Linked DNA regions of Mus musculus: region 2 is linked to region 1. The links are chromatin contacts, called in public Hi-C maps. All regions are on one chromosome and are shown on one strand. Each heading gives the region's core, a stretch centred on a gene start, on an enhancer-like site or on the middle of the called end of the contact. The rest is flanking DNA. Distances are from core to core; before and after follow the strand shown. Region 1 has its middle 21 kb from the start of Gm16158. Region 2 has its middle 27 kb from the start of Gm23795.

Region 1 (5,562 bases), core at 1,339-3,838:
AAATCGGGCTCCGTGGGATTTTATAGGGAGACAGGGGCATTCAGTTTTCTTTAAGGGCTGACCACTGGGAATATGACCATGCTCCAGTGAGAACATGGGCAACACAAATTAGACGTGGGTTTTTTTTTCTTCTTTTTGGGGGGAGGGGGCCTGGGAGGAGTGGGATGGGGTGGGATGGGGGTGAACTGTGTTGGAATTCCCAACTAGTCAATAAAAATATCATGTTGAAAAAACAATGAGGACTCAGGCTTCAAAGCTGTGAAGGAAAAGAAAGGACAGTAAGGGACTGTAAGGAAGTGCTGCCTGTGCCCTGGTCTACTGCCCTGACCCTACCTGCCCTTGGGGGTTGGAGGTGAGGTCATGATACAGACTTCAGAAGCAGGTGAGAAACAGTGCAGCAGCAAACTGCTTCCAGCTCCTTTAATACCCTCCACCCGTGCCCCATTGGTCCCCATTGGTCCCAAGAAAGCATCTCTTCTAAACAGCAGTTCCTGATTGGCTGGCATTGTCTGCATCCGCAATCCTTGGTCTCTCAGGCAGTCCTCCATTAGGTCCTCCTGCAGGAGATGCTTTTGCGGCTGTGCGCCCCGCCCCCCGGATTTTACATAGAGGTGGCCCCTCTGTTCCTGCTACAAGAGAGGACAGTGGGAGCTGATGAGGAGCAGACCCAGAGACATAGACAAGTCCTGCACTTGGGGGATGTGGTAAAGCCAGGGTGGGAAGTGGGGGAGCCGAGTACAAGGATGGTCCTGACAATCGTGTTGGTGGTAGTGTGGAAGTGTTGAGTCAGGGCGGGACAGGGCATAGCAAGAGCCAAGTGGATGTCAAGAGTGAAAGCCCAAACTGGTGAAACTCACAGAGAAGAGACTACTGTGTGGCTGGCACCCGTGTCTCACCGCCCTCCCTCCTCCCTCCTCATCTCTCCTCTGATTAGCCACTGCCTGATACAGGGGTCTTCTTTTGCCCCCTCCCCACCTCCCTGCGGCTCCTGGTAATATGGGAAGTTCTCCTCAGAGGATCAGCCTATCCTAAAGACATGGCGGCCAGCCAGGTCTCTCAGGGAGCTGGGGATGGTGGGAGCATGGTAGAGGGGCTGAACCCCTTCTTTTAATCTCAGTGTTTGCTTCTGTGAGCTGGTATCCTTCCCCCACCCCCACCCCCACCCCCGGGCCTCCCAGGAACCCACAGGGCCCGCAGAGCCCATGGGGCCCTAGATGGAGCTTCCAGATGCACAGCATGTCCTGGGGCCTTGTGGCTCCTTTGTGGCCCAGATGGCAATGAGTGGAGATGAATCCCGACAAGCCCTCCAGCAGGAGAAGCCTCCTCCACAGGGACACCAGGGCTTCCTGCAGCCTCTACTACTTGATCCTTGAGGGCAGTGGCTTTAAGGGAGAAGACATAGAATCAGGCCTGTTTGAAACCCTACCCCTTCTATGGGACTGCAAACCCCTTCAGCTCCTTGGGTCCTTTCTCTAGCTCCTTCATTGGGGACCCTGTGCTCCATCCAATGGATGGCTGTGAGCATCCACTTCTGTATTTTCTCAGGCACTAGCAGAGCCTCTCTCTCAGGAGACAGCTTTATCAGGCTCCTGTCAGCAAGCTCTTGTTGCAAAGGATGGCCTAGTCGGTCATCAATGGGAGGAGAGGCCCTTGGTCCTGTGAAGGTTCTATGCCCCAGTATAGGGGAATGCCAGGGCCAGGAAGCAGGAGTGGGTGGGTTGTGGAGCAGGGGGAGGCAGGAGGGGGATAGGGGATTTTCGGAGGGGAAACTAGGAAAGGGAATAACATTTGAAATGTAAATAAAGAAAATAGGAAAGAAAAGAAGAAAGGAAGAAAGAAAGAAAGAAAGAAAGAGAGAGAGAGAGAGAGAGAGAGAGAGAAGGAAGGAAGGAAGGAAGGAAGGAAGGAAGAAAGAAAGAAAGAAAGAAAGAAAGAAAGAAAGAAAGAAAGAAAGAAAGAAAGAAAGAAAGAGGAAAGAAAGAAAGAAAGAAAGAAAGAAAGAAAGAAAGAAAGAAAGAAAGAAAGAAAGAAAGGAAAGGAAAAGGAGGGAGGGAGGGAGGGAGGGAGGGAGGGAGGGAGGGAGGGAGGGAGGGAGGGAGGGAGGTCTGAGAAAAAAAAAAAAGAAGAAGCCTGAGCCCTGCCCTCCCTCCCTCCCTGTGGTTCAGGCCTGAGCGTCCAGTGTTTCCCATCTGTGAACCGGACACTGTGTTCTCGTCCTCCTAGCTGCAGAGAGGCTGGATTCCATGAGGTAGTTTGGGTGGGTGTCTTTATGCTTATTACTATCATGGGTTTGTCACTGAGTCACCCAGCAGCCCCCTACAGCCCCACGCTCAGTCTCTGCATCCACACTGTGCTCTGGCACAAACTAATCTAAGCCCAGTTCCAGCCTGACCCTATCACCCCACTTCCCCCACACACTCCCATGCCCAAGCCCAAATAGGACTTTTTTTCTCTAGAGGCCTTCTAGGGGGTCCCTGGCCAATATCAACTTCATCAAAGCTGGCACAAAAAGAGGAGGCATTCGATCAGATCAGAAAGCTCCCTGTAAAAGAAAATAGCCTATCTCCGCTTCTCTAACTGCTCCTCCACCCGGCTGAAGCTAGTACTGTGGACAGGGAGATCTGTAACATTCTACATGGCTTTCCTGCTACAATCCCACAGTTGCCCCCAGCCAAAGCCTCGTGACTTTATATCATTTCCTGGGTATCTTAGTGAAATAGGCCTCAACTCACAGTGGCGCGTCGTTTTGGTTTTTTTTTTTTTTTTAACTAGGACTCCGGTGGGATCCAGGAAAACCTTATTAGAATCGATGTGCAGAGTCCGCAGGGAAGTGCAGCAGCGCCATCTAGTGGCAATTCTTGCTCCATGCATCTCCTGGACCGTCAAGATCAACTCGCATAGTAAATTACATTTTACAGTTTTAAACCTACCAGCTTCTGCTTCCACCTCCGTATGGAAGGCAAAAACAAAACTAATCACAAAAACCTACTTGTCTTGTTATTGCTAAGGGTCCTAAAGGGGCCGCTGTAGCCAGGTTCCCTCAATTTTCAGGCGGGTCATGGGCCTGATGCTGGAGGCCTTCCAGAAGATTGCATCCTTGGGTAAAAACTCAGAGAGTACACAGGAGCTCAGCCAGAACTCTGGGCTGCCGTCTGTCTAGGGTAGGGCCTAGGAATCCACTTCCCTACCTAGGCTACTGCTACTTCTGTCAGCACAGTTGCAAAGCTCTTCCGCAAAGGTCTGCGCTGATCTTGCTCTGGCTGGACTGGCAAAGTTCTGTGGTTCTCAGCCTGTGACTCTTTAGGAAAAGCTCAGGGACAGAAGAAAGGGATGGCAACAGTGCTAAGCACTGGACCTGTCTTTCCTAATCCCACACAGCAGGCAGGACCACCATGGGGTAATGGCAGGCCCAGACCTTGGTCACAAAGGCAATAGGATCCAAACACAGCACCCAAGTAGCCGGCGAAGCCTTTAAGGGCCACCACCTGCATTCCCAGAACCTTGGCAAGGTGGACATCTTTACAGCACTTGTACCAGAGGCGGTCTGTGCTAAGATCTATCTCCACAGCACAGCTTCTGCCCTGGTTCAACCAACACCATTCCATCTGTCCTTCCTTATACTACAGTCCTCAGCACCAAGTTCTGTCTGGCACTTGGGCCAAAAGATGGCTCCGGTGTGTTCATGCAGTCAGGAGCGGTCAATACTCTGAGAGCCTGCCCTCTGATACACACAGCCAAACTGGGGGAAAAATAATTCTCTGAGTGGGATTATGCATTAAGGGCCTTATTAATAAGCACAGCACCTAAGGCTCATGAGAGTGTCCTGATCGGATTTAAAATGTGAAGGAAAAACTGCAGTCTGCCCCAGATACTATTTAACTTCATAACAGCAAAGTAGCAAAATGTAATTTTTAACTTTTATGTAGGGAAAGGTTCCAGAAGGCAAAAGTCTCCAGGAGTGTCTCAGCAGCAGGGTAGATGGACTTACCAGGCAGAGTAGGACAAGCAGGCAAAACATCAAAAGCTTCCCTCTGTCATGTTCTTGTAGATTGGCTGCCATCAGAAGGTGTGGCCCCGATTTAGATGGTTCTTCTAGCCTCAAATGATACAGATTTAGGATGGGTCTCCCCACCTCAAATAATACAATTAAGAAAAAATCCCTCACAGGCTTGCCCACCTGTCTCAAGCCAACCGGATACCCTGAGCCACTTTTTGTGCTGGGAGTGCCATGTTTAGATCTATGTCTCACACCACCACCACCACACACACACACACACACACACACTAAACCGCATGAGGTGAGATGCAGGGGACAGGACAGGCAACCATCCAGGGCAACTTCTGGAAGAAGACACAGATGCGGGAAGCTGGTGATGCTCGTTGTCCTCTGCGCTGCACGCTGCATGGTGCAGGCAGCTAGCTGTCCATGCGTTTTGGCTGGCAAGCCTCAAAAAGCTACCTGACCTCCCAAGATCCCTTATGTCAAAGGTCAGGCTTTGCTCGGAGGGAAATAGATCCCTGACATTTTAAGGAGACTTCAGCATCCGAGGAGGAAGCCTAATCCACAGAAAGTGTTCTTGGGTTTAAGGGAGGGTAAATGAGTGCATACTTCTTTACAGTGTGCTACATTCTCTTGCTGTGTTCCTCTCTGCTTTTTCTTAAGTCGGCTTACCCGACTCTTACAAAGCCAACAACCTCATTATGTGAAACAGCCTCCCAAGGAAACTGCCAATCAAAACGTACTATCACTGGTCCCAAATAAAGGTTTGTCTCAAAGTAAGGTCCCGGTTAAACTACTGAGTTTAACACACTGATCATCACACGCTACTCAGAAGCACCCAGCATCTAGGCTAGGATCGCAAAGCTGGGCAAGTCAGAGCTAACCAGTCATCCTGGTGCCTAGATGGCATACTATGCTATCTGCTCCTTATGGATTGTGATCCTCAAACATGATCTCACCGTTGCTCTTTACAGTCTGGTCTGTGTTCCCCCATCAAGAGGCCACTGCATCCTTAGCCCAAACTTGCTGAGATGTGATCTTATGCCGGACTTGTGGTATCCTCTGCGACTTCCAGCATCTCTTGGCCTGAGCCAATTAGACACCTCTGAATCCTGACTCTCCTCTCTTCTGATCATTGCTGGGTTAATGATGGACATGGAAGACAAATAGCACAGGGGTCCCAAGCAACCAGGCAACCCTAGACTGAGCACAGCCCCCACCTACCTGCCTTTTTGCCTATCATCATGCTATTTAGCCAGTGTTCAGATGTGTGTGTGTGACCAGTCTACATGGGAAGACAGGAGCCAACCATCTCCTGAAACCGAAGAGGGCTTCAAGAACATGTAGAGGAAGATCACCACACTCCGTTGTTGAGGAATTTTAGAGGACACCCTGAGGCTCTCCATTCCCACTCACAGTCCCAGAGCAGCCCGAGATACCCAGCTCTGCCCCTACTTGCCCTACTTAGCCATCACTAAGAACTCTGGCTGGGAAACTCACCAGGTTGGGCCCAGCCCATCCTCCCCCTGGGCATGTCCTTAAAGGATGCATACCAAGGCCAC
Region 2 (5,774 bases), core at 2,387-4,886, 600 kb before region 1:
GCTTGCCTACAGTGAGGCTGGGGTTGCACTTGAACTCTCTTTGCCTTTGACTGTAGCATATTAGCTTACACTAGCTTGCCGATCAAAATAATATCACATTGTCCCACTGTGGGCATGCCCCTGTTGGGAGCTAAAAGCAATACTGGCCTCCTGTAGTTGAGAGTACAGCCCCCACAGTAGGAGATAAAGGAAACTGAGGGGACCCAGGGAGCGCATCTTGTGAGACCAACTTTCAGGAGAAGCATCTCAGCCAGGCATAGATCTCAAATGCTAGCCTTGCTCAGACAGCACAAGAATATGTTCGACATTCCAAAATGTTCTTAGGTACAGGTTTTGTAAGGACAGCTCCAGGCTCCTCTGATATTTAGTAGTAATTGGGGCTTACATCCAAATTCAGTTTTGTCCAGTATTCTTATTAATGCCCGAGGCTCTTTGAAATTGCCTGAATAGCCTATTGTATTCCTAGAACTACTGTGGATAGATTTTTAGAATGCCATACACAAGCTAAAGAAATTTGATTCTAGATATCAAATCATATGCATACTCTGCCTATATGTACATGTGTGGGATGTGTGTACAATATATGTGCATCACATACACATATATGATATACAGATGCATAATTGCTTAACATAGGCAAAGCTAAGACTTTGAAACCAAGCTGTACACAACAGAAAACCCATAAACACAACAGGAATTCTTCTTACTACTGTTGCGGCTTCACCAGTGTCACCCAGGTTTGGCTGCGTGGGTAGAGGGTTGTCAAGCTTGCTTCTTTCTCTCCAGAGCTTCTTTCTTAGCATACGTCGTTTCTTCGGCAAGGCTTTGCCTGTAACAAATGGCTCTGTGCTGGTTCTTATTACCCGGAAGCCTCCTTTGTCTGGCTGGGTATTGCCACAGTCTATCGGAAAGTATTTGTCAACAATTACATGTCTATTAAGGCACAGTCAATCAGTGTGGGCCCAAACAGCCAGGCCTCTAGGGCTCAACTATTGATAGGAGACTGTCAATATCCCATCGAATCCTTTTCTCCACAAAACACAGTCATCTAGCCGAAATCATTGTCTGAGACAAACGCAGAAGGCCAGCTTTCCTCTCGCGTCCACGGATGTCCCACTCTTTAATCTAACATTCAATTTGAATGAGTAAGAGCCTTTTTAAATGTTCAGAATCTAGGCTCCTTTTAAAGCACTGCCCACACTGAGTTTGGGAGGGAAGATATTTAACATAATCAGCCGTGGTAGGGAAGTTCACCTAGGAGTGTTGAATTACTCCTGAACATAAGAAGTCCAGATGAAAATTAGCGAAAGACACTTGAAATTTGCTTCACAGTCATTATACCTGTCCCTCCAGTACTGAGTCTCAGGCATTCATTTACCTGGCTCAGGACAAACGGTGGTGGTCTTAACAGTATTTTTTTTTCCCCTGCCCATTCAACTTCAAACCGGACTACAAATTTTGCTATCATTGTTATAAAGAGCTGTTCTTCAAAGAAAATATACTGAGAGCCTCTTGTGACTGTTTTAAAGCCCCCAACTCCAAAAACAAAAGGAAACACTGAGAAAGTGGGGGAGGGCAAGGGAAAAGAAATTGCCTAAGTAAGGCTGTATCCTTTGAACTGGCAACTCCCTGCATCACAGAATACAGCAGTTGTCCTCCAACAAAAGACAGCATCAAACCGACTCCAAAAAAGCCCAAGACACCCAAGAATATTAAAAGCAGATGTGATATTCAGAGCCTCTGGACCATGTGAGGTGCCTTTTAAGTTCTGTTAAATCAAGGGTTTATAAAATTACAGAAACAAACATTTTTTTTTTCTTTTGCAGAAGGTGTTTCTTAGAATCTTCATTCCTGGGATTTTCAGCCTCAGCCTCTCAAGCGGTGGAGAAACGAGTGGGAAGAGGACTCAGCTACCCAGGTCAAATCCAGATAGACTTGCCCCTCAGAGCCTGTCTTCATTCTGTGTCTTGTGTTCATAATCCAAAGCCCAAATGATTCAAATACTGAGATAGAGCCAGGAAAGGTCAAAATGCTGCCAGAAGGTCCAGGTGAAGTTTCTACGAGTTAGTGTAAAAATGGGAAATTAAAATTCAAAGGATTCAAATAAAGTGGGAGAGCCGCCTCGGGTCTCATGCGGGGAGGTGGGTTTGCCCGTTCCATTTCTTGGCCTCAGCGTCAGAGGCACACATTAATTAAATTACCAGCCTCCAGTCTGAAGTAGATCGTCTGCAGCTCAGAAATCCTGGGGTCCTTTCTGCACGTGATGGCCACAAACACCATATCTGACATCTTTCTAGTTCCCCGAGCACAGCTGCTGTGCTAGTCCATTACAGACATCCAAATGTAATCTACCATAGGACTTTTGCGTAGTAGACTCATAGTTCATTTCAGATGTTTGCACGGGGAATTTTTATACGTGGACTTAAAAATATTCTAAGAGCATAAATTGTGAAAGGCCTAGGTCAGGAACCCAAGTCATAAAGGGCCCCTGGGCAGTCACTTCCCAGCAGTCGGCCATCATGGCCAAGGGGGCAGCTGATCTCCGTTTCTGAGAGCTCCATTATGGGTATTTACAAAATAAACAATGCAAGCAAGTTCATGATTGTCATCCTTAATAATATGCATTACAGCAAGCCTTTAAATAAATATACAAGCCATAGATGTTCACCAGGCCTATTGCACCTTTACTTCTACACAGATCCAAGGCATTGTCTTTGTTGTGTTAGGGGAAAAAAAAAAAAACCTGACTCTTCATAGAACAGAAACAATAACAAAAAGCAATCATTATTTTAAATAACTCACCAATGTTCAGAAGCTCTGCTCGGGTTTCCAAGCAGGAAAGTCAGCAAGTTCACAGCTGGGGTGAGAACTTGGTCTCATTAGTCTCAGGTTTTCGAGGCACATTCGCAAAGCAGGAATACAAAATGTTCTCTCTCGGTGCTTCAGTAATTAACTGTCTTTGAGAAGGAAAGACAAACAAATAAATAAATAATATGATCGTTCAGAGTTCAAACCGATCGGGTTGCACAGTCTAAAATGCATCTGCGTAACACTCCCTTCAGACTTTATTTTGTAAGCACCCACACTCACAAAACAAAACAAAACAAAATTGAAAGCTCACTAATCTTTCACAGCAACATGTGTCAAAAAATGTGAGCAACTTTGAAGGATTTTAACTGGATAGGTCCAGACATCTGGGTGCTACTGGCCCAAGGTCTCACTGAGAATGTCTTCTGGAACCGTCTCCATTTTTTAAATCATTATTTTTTAGATATTTTATGTAATTGCTTATTTTTCATATGTTCTCTCTCTATTATTGTAGCCTATTCTCATCAGGTAATAACTAATTAAAAATAGGAAGCAAGTAAAAGCATTATTCAAACTGGTAGAAATTTACATTCTATAAAACTTAAAGTTTGTCAGGAAAGAACTTCAACTCTTGATTTTTGTTTTGTTTTGCTTAAACTGCATACACAGCAGTGAGAAATGTGCAGTGTCATTTTATATTTACGTGCAGTGGGAACCCATGGATGCGTAGAAAACATCATTCTTTGCTAACAGAGAGTAAGTAAAAGGCTTCCTAGGGAAACCGCATGAACAGGGATTAGCCGTGATTATTTGGCTAGCCAAAATCCCAAGTGCTTGAAGGATCCTGAGCACCAGTGTGTTACTTTCACTTTGCACCAAGTCTTTTGTTAAGAGTCATAGCAGGGATTTTCAGGGAGATATTTGCTAACTTTTTTTTTTTTTTTAACTTTTGTCAGAAGGAAGGCTAAGACATAGACAGCAAATGAGACTCAGAAAGTGCAGAGTATTCCAAGACACCACACAGCTTCTAGCTTCCCTTAGAGAGAGAGAGAGAGAGAGAGAGAGAGAGAGAGAGAGAGAGTCTCTATCTGACTAGGACTCTGTCAGAGGTCTCTCCATACTTTGAAATTCGCTCTTTCACAATTCTAAAGAGCTCCAAAATGTTAGCAAATTAAACAATTTGTCTCCCTGGAAGCCTAGGCACATTTCAGAGCTTAGACTAGAAAAGAGGTAAAGGGAGCCTGGTTGAGTTCTTTTGACTTAACTGCTCGCTTGCTCTCTGCATGCAACTTTTAGGTAGAGAGGGGCCTAAATGTGCATGCTAGAAGCTGGAGTCACACCCCTGCCAGAGGCTTAGGGGAGAGAGGTGAGGGGTGCTGTCCTTGCCCATTGTTCTGACTCCCAATGGCACGACTGTCTTAGGATGCTTTTGAACAGCAAAAAGAGAGGACAGCAGCCCACACTATTCTTCTCCTGTTCCCAAATTCAATATTAACAGGCTGTATTTTCCACGTGTTTTGACATATACAGGTCTCTAAAGAACATTTATTTAAGTTTTGCATTGCTAAAACTGCAGGTCTCTCTCTCTGGCCAAGCTCAGGGACCCGAAGGAGGGGCAACTGGACTCACTGACATCTCCCAGTGTGAGATGTCACTCCTAAAGGAATCTAAGTGAAAAAAAAAAATGGAAGAAAGGAAGAAGGAAAAAGAAAGACAATAAAGAAGCAGGTTCGACTCAGCACATTTACAGAGAGTGTGGACTTTGGTTTGAATTCACAACATCTACGGGCAAATCCTGGATGGCATAAGGAAGAAAGCATTTTTCAACCAATGCTTTCATAGAAGTATTTCCTGCTCAATTCAATAATATACTTTTTAAGTTTTACACAAATTAACATTCATTCAAATTTGGAATTATTTAAAAACACACCAGACCCTTCATTTGCTTATACATACACACACACACACACACACACAAACACACACACACAAAGGCACACACATAGGCATACACACACACACACACACTGGTACACACACACACACACATACACACACATACACTGTACACCCTACTGCAAATTTTTAGAATTGGGACAAAATAAAAGTCTTTGATAATCACTTTGTCTATTTAATTAGGAAGAATTATTTCCTGTTTTTCAATTCAGCAATTTCTCTCTGAACAATAGATTAGGACCCACCTTCAAATAATAATTACAAGGAAAAAAAATCTAGCATTTTTTAGCAGTGAAAGCCCAGAAGCTTCTGCCAAAATCTGCGGTATCTTACTGCCATCTACTGGCTTAGGCTGTACCGTTATGATTTAAAGGTACAGGGTTGCATTGCCAGAACTAAAACATTTGGAACCAAACACACTCTGGAGGATCTGCTCAAGGACATCGTTATTTTGTGTGTGGTCCTAAGTGTTTAAAAATATTTTTTAAATGTTACAGGAATTTCTGGGTCTGGCTTAGGCCTGAGTAGCTGAAAAGATAATGTCACTCCAGTCTCTCAAACTTCAGAACTCCAAAGGCAATAGCCATCGTTCCTGTCTCTCATATGCTATGCAATCCAACACTTACACATATGCACACACACACACACACACACACACACACACACACACTCTCAAACACACACACACTCACACATACACAGACACACAGACACCCAGACACATGCGCATGCACCCCACATGGTCATTCTATAAACAATACCGCCAGCCTTCGTTCCATGACCTGCTCACTTTCACTTGCTTTCATGGTGGCTGTCACATTAAATATCAAATGAGACAGAGAACAGTTTTCAGGATGAACTGCTCATGTCCCGTACCTGCCTGAATCACTTCTACTGGCACAACCAACAGTTGGGTAAATTGGCAGCCAGAAACACCACACACTCATTTGCCCTCAAGCAGTTTCTCCATCGTTCCTCTCTGATTTTGCAGGTGTTCTTTTTTTGGTTGG

What was found. A called contact is a pair of places that touch in the nucleus more often than the background predicts.
Region 2: a Hi-C map of uterus shows a contact between it and region 1, with 5 times the contacts expected there. The contact joins two enhancer-like sites. A contact is called at or near these places in 9 of 484 Hi-C or Micro-C datasets (cerebral cortex, cortical neurons, nephron progenitors and 2 more).

The regions. Positions count from the first base shown.
Region 1 is chr7:68,371,482-68,377,043 of GRCm38.p6, reverse strand. No RefSeq gene overlaps it. Among named protein-coding and RNA genes, the nearest start is that of Gm16158, 21 kb to the right of the region's middle. Within about 2 kb of position 2,588, at least 30 of the 459 cell types and tissues checked have an H3K27ac peak or open chromatin away from gene starts, as enhancers often do. A contact at or near this core is called in uterus, where this site is marked.
Region 2 is chr7:68,976,628-68,982,401 of GRCm38.p6, reverse strand. No RefSeq gene overlaps it. Among named protein-coding and RNA genes, the nearest start is that of Gm23795, 27 kb to the right of the region's middle. Within about 2 kb of position 3,636, at least 18 of the 459 cell types and tissues checked have an H3K27ac peak or open chromatin away from gene starts, as enhancers often do. A contact at or near this core is called in uterus, where this site is marked.